Linked DNA regions of Gasterosteus aculeatus: region 1 is linked to region 2. A link is a contact called in public Hi-C data. All regions are on one chromosome and are shown on one strand. The core of a region is the stretch at or near the end of the contact, and the rest is flanking DNA. Distances in the headings are between cores, read along the strand shown.

Region 1 (2,790 bases), core at 91-2,590, 250 kb before region 2:
ATGATTCATTTGATCATTGCTTAGCAAAGTGTAGTATCATTAGTTAGTGTAGTATCATTGCCTTTTCCATTGACGGGGTTGAGGGCAAATACATATTTCCTTATTTGGTCTATTATCAAATCTTCAATGTGCAGCTCCGTTTGTGCACAAGAATATTTGTTTATCTTAACACATTTTATCTTAAAAAGGTCAGTAGTTGTTAATGTAGACAGTCCAAGCAATGACAGTGAGGTGAAGTCAAGATAAACAAAACACAATGTTGTACTTGCATGTGCCTTAAATATCAGTTATTTTTTTCTGTAAAAACAAAGAAAAGACAAAGAAATAGACGATTTGAAAAGCAGGCCCATGTGGATGCACGCAGCTGCAGATAGGTATGTTGTGTTGTTTTAAGAGAGTCAGTATTCTGTTCGGGGGACAGCATGCTTCTTCAGCCAAAATGCTAGCATGTCTTTCAGTAAATTTATTTTGTGACTCACAGATTCTGCCTGGACCTCACTGTTCTCCATGGTGGAACGAGCAGCCCTCCACACATACAAACACACAGACAAACACACACAACATGCACAAAAACGCACGCACACACACATACACACACAGAAACTCACACATGCATATTGAGTTTGCATTGTAAGTCAATGTACATGCACAGAAAAGCAGATACTTAAACACATCCAGGTTTGCAGACATACAACATAAACACTATTCCTTACTCTGCCCAGACAAGCATTAAGAAATATATGTAGTGCTTAATGCCAAAGACTATTGTGTCATGCCAAGAATAACCTATATGTGTGTAGCCATGCACCCTGGCTCACCTTGTGCAAGTATATACTAACTTTCTGCTCAGTATTCATGATGTGTGCATGCCAGTGTGTTCCTGTTTGCGTGTGCATGTGTGTCTGCAATAAGTTTAAGATTGGGTCCCTCCCAAAAACAAATGTCACAGGGATTTTCTCCCAGCCGACTAACTCAGAAGTTCACTAAAAGCACAAGATTAAACAAAGTTTTAACCTTCCAAATACATCCAGCCGGTTTCCATATTTTCTCCCTGGGGCAACACATCCATCATGCATGCAGAGCAAAGGTTGAAAGATCAGCTGCAGGGCATGCGCTAAACCTGCACGGTAAAGCGATACAGGTGAGGAGAAGGAAAAACAGAGCAGTGCAGGTGAGTAAAGGAAAAGCACAGATAGTTCACAGAAACCAGCTTCTTCTGTATTTAGTACCCGTTCTATAACCGAATACAACTTCAGCCACCTGCAGCCATGTGATTCATGCTGTCCGACAAACAACAGGTAGGTCAATCAGTGTCTGTTCTTCACTCTCTGGCCCACCCTGTTGGTTGGACTATGTCAGTGGACCACAGCGATGTTTGTTGCTGGGTTTGTGTTTATAAGATGCTGCTTGTGTTGTCCGGTTTGTTTACTCCTCCTTGTGGCCACTTCATGCATCACAACACAGGCCGACTTCTCTGAAGGCCTTGTGTTGATGCGATGGCCTGAACTCCAACTATAACCTTTTGAGCAGTAGTTTTGTCGTTTCATCGGGCATACATGTCAAATTAGTATTTACTAACTACTTCACGGCACTGGCACGAAGGAATGATTTAATACATTGTTCAAATACTGTACATGTTTATATATTTTTCTATGTGAACAGTTTTTACTAAAAAAAAAGAATGTTCTATTGAAAAGCTTAGCTATTCCATCCATCCATCTTCAAAGCCGCTTAACTTTCATAAAGGGTCATGGGGAGGCAGATAACATTGGGCGGGGTACACCCTAGATTAATTGACATCCACATCCCCACACCTGCAGGCTATTTAGAGTCACCAATCAGCCTAATCCCCAGAGCATGTCTTTGGATTGGGAGGAAGCCGGAGAACCTGAAGAGAACCCACACAGAAATGCTGCTGGGTGGAGTCAAAAAACACAGGACCTTCCTGCTGTGAGGAGACATTGCTAACCACCACTCCACCGTGCTATGGTGCCTTATTTTACTTTTACCTTACGTTTTGCTTAAATTATAAACTGTCCTCGAAACCATCTGCAATGCCCTCACCAACCTGGGTCCCCCAAACCCGGGATGATGGGCGTTTTCAGGTGTCACCCTTTCTCTTTGAAAATCATCAATAAACCACATCCAAAATACTACCACATCGTCATCAAACCTGCATCTACAAACTTGCCCCCATGGTATCTATTTACTTTTTACAGTATGACCTAACAATAAGCTAAAATTGATGAAAACTCATTCTGCACATACTGCACATGCCACTTTAACTGCAATTCATCACTTTGTCACTTGTCACTTTGTCTCTTGTCTGTTACTTGTTTGTTAGTGCACTTTATGCTTAATACTTTTCTTTTTAACTTTTTAATATTTAAAATTTGTTTAACTTTATTCCCTTGTTTTTTACTAACCCATAGCCTTAGCCTTATTCTTACTAACCCATTGCATTAGCATTTCATTCCACTTTATTTTATTACCTGTGCACTGTTGTCTTGTCTGTCTACTGTCGCGCACTAACCGCCAAGACAAATTCCTTGTATGTTTGACATATTTTGGCTAATAAATGTATCCTGATCCTGATTCCTGATTCATTATTCAGAACAGTTTCCTTGATTGGTTTTCCTTAATTATAGTGGTTAGAGACAGCAGGAGTCGAGAGCACAAGAAAATGTAGTTGTATTTAATATTAAGTATATCAAGCCATTTTCAGTTTGTGTTTTTATTTTTCCATAGCCTGATATACAGTGGGGAGTATTTTGCAGGTTTTCCCAAGCA
Region 2 (2,730 bases), core at 33-2,532:
TTTTTAGCTAAATTAGATCTGATGATGAATTAAGTAATATTTGAATAATTTAGCGAGCACTGACTTCAAAAGTGGACACATGCCATTCGGGGAAAACTAAATCATACCTTTTTGTGGTTTGTATTTTACAACCCGCACTGAACTATTTGTATCTTCATATTACCCACTATCCCGCCCCTGTTCTCCCAGTAATACAGCACATACTGCATTCCTGTATGCTCTCTACCATGTTATGAATTATACTTGTAAAGGTTTATTTGTATACTGTTCTTGTATTACCTGGTGTATTTGTGTCGCTCTTACCTCATGACAACTGGAGGGACTGTGACTGTTTGTGTGTGTGTGGGGTGTGTGTGGGGGGGGATATGGGGGTGTAATTTATCAGCATAAACAAACACAAACAGACGTGCATGTGGTTGGTTGATGTGTTTGTTCCTATTCAATCTCAAATCAATCATTGTGCACTTGAACAACTTGGCTTGCGTGTGGACTAACTGTGGGGACGGTTTGTCTGAATTGAATATTGTTAAATATGCATTTTGTGTCCATTTGAAGACGGCGGAACTCAAAAAAAAAAAGACTGTAATGTCAAATCTATTTATAGTTGTCTCTGTATTACTGGAGAATCCTGTGTTCAGATGTACTTTGTATATACAATGTTGTACATTACAGAGGTACACTCTTTTTTGGTACAATATTGTACAGTAATAGCAATAGTAGTTTAATCAAATAGGCCTTATATAATTCCATGTGTAGTTCTTGTAGTAGATCTTTTTTTAATAAACATTGCTTGCTATATAGAGTCTTGAATTCTTTGACGTTTGCAGCAGTAACAAATTTGTCTAAAAATATTTCTGATAGAATGTCTTTTCCGTACTAATGAAGCATGATGTCAGAGATTGCGGATATACAGCAAGAAGAGGCGAGTCGAGCACAAAATGAGGGCTTTTGATGGCATATTGGAAACCAGACAAGATCAGCCACAGTCCTTTTCACATCTTGCATCTCTGTGTACTTCAATAGACCCTCCTTGACTCTTAAAACACCCTTTTTTTAGAACTGCACACCTCAGGTTTACAACCCAGGCTTACGGTTAAAATGTTTAGTCATCACTTCAAGTAAAAAAAACAAAAAAACAAGACACCTCACCAGGGTCACCTTTTTACTTCTTTTTTAAAAAACGCTGTACCTCCGTGCTGAGTACTAGGAGTCACTCGCCATGTAGAGAAAGCTGAGCTGGATGAGGTTCCCTTTTAAACAGAACACATTGACGTGCAAACAGAAGTGGCCCTTAGACAAACAAACCTAGGTCCACGCGTACTGTGTCTGCAGTAATGCATCGTGGTTATAAACATCAAAAAGTATGTCCATGTGGATGAACCCCACCAAGTCAGCTCTGGTGTTCTCAACAGTATCTTGGGGAAACTCATGACTGTTGGCTTTGCTTTTGAAAATACATGACAACATTGGGGGGTCATGCAGTAGTGTGGCTTTAACACGTAGGTGAGCGACACGGGTGCGCGTGGGGCTCCCAGTCAACACAGACGGAAGTTGAAACAGAGAATGAAACCGTCAACTTTTCATTTGGCTGTATTTCCGCCACTATTTTAAGATTAACGAGTGCGACGCGCCCTAAATCATTCAACAAACTCGCTGCTGCCTTTGAAGACACTCGGGAATTTGGATCCATGTAGGAGATGAAGTGTTTTGATCCTCGCTGACCCGCTTCACACAGCAGTTACGCACCTCATCGCGGAAGAAGTTTCACACGTAGGCGTGCTTTGTCCTGAAGCCAAACCGCCCGGCTTCACCGTAAAGTACAGTTTAGAGTTGTAACTTACACGACTGACGATTACTTTTAACGCCTCATTTCACGGAGGAAAGCAGCGGAAGCTGGTTTCACAGCCGGTAGTCCGGTGGAGGCGGACTGCTGGCCCCAGCTACTTTTTTTTTGTTACCGATTCGATTTCCAGGTTTTACAGGAGCGGTCCAGGTAAGCTAACCTGACACCTTCCACTCAAGTTAGTTCAACTGAATCACCGAGTAGCTCAATTTACTGGCTGATATGAACGGTAACATAAGTGGTTGCTAACGGGGTTAGCTACTATCGGATGGTGTCATCAAAGTGCGGACGACGAGCTGGTTAAATTGGAAACCAGCGTTAGCCAAAGTTAAATAAAAGTCAGTGTTTTGCTATTTATGTGACGTGAGGTGAGGTTAACATGGTACACGTTAACATGTATTGTTACACGTTAATACCCCAATTAACGCTACGGTAACTAATTTGTGAATTTTCTTCTTCTTTCATCTCCCAACACAAAGTCGGACATCGTGTCCCCGCATTGCTGTCCCCGTCTCTTCCTCCAGCATGACGGGCATGACGGCCAGCACGGCCAACTACCTTTGGTCTCTGCAGGACGTCCTCGGCCAAGGGGCCACTGCCAGTGTCTACAAGGCACGCAACAAGGTGCAAGGAGGGCTTTTCATCAACTGAGCACCTCATTCACATCCCTGGTGCCCTGGTGTTTTCCGGCTTACTCTTTCGGCTGAAAAGTGACCTAGATTGTGTGATTTGCAAAACGATGTGGTTACAGTGCTCATGTGGGCTGCTTTTGACATTCTTACATGGCGGTTTGATGTGTGATGCTGATGTAAATGTATGTGTGTGTGTGTGTGTGTGTGTGTGTGTGTGTGTGTGTGTGTGTGTGTGTGTGTGTGTGTGTCTGCGTG

The links. Hi-C and Micro-C count contacts between places; a contact is called where the count stands out from the background.
Region 1: a Hi-C map of whole body shows a contact between it and region 2, with 2.7 times the contacts expected there. The contact joins the enhancer-like site here to the promoter of ikbke in region 2. A contact is called at or near these places in 2 of 6 Hi-C or Micro-C datasets (liver and whole body).

Annotation. Positions count from the first base shown.
Region 1 is chr17:12,148,746-12,151,535 of fGasAcu3.hap1.1, reverse strand. No RefSeq gene overlaps it. Among protein-coding and RNA genes, the nearest start is that of mdfi, 5.2 kb to the left of the region's middle. Within about 2 kb of position 1,340, at least 2 of the 9 cell types and tissues checked have open chromatin away from gene starts, as enhancers often do. A contact at or near this core is called in liver, where this site is marked.
Region 2 is chr17:11,901,229-11,903,958 of fGasAcu3.hap1.1, reverse strand. ikbke (inhibitor of nuclear factor kappa B kinase subunit epsilon) reads left to right here and starts at 1,282. Exons shown (of 21, transcript XM_040202599.2): 1 at 1,282-1,993; 2 at 2,323-2,467. The coding sequence starts at 2,369. It overlaps srgap2 (SLIT-ROBO Rho GTPase activating protein 2), which reads left to right. Exons shown (of 23, transcript XM_040202890.2): 23 at 1-798.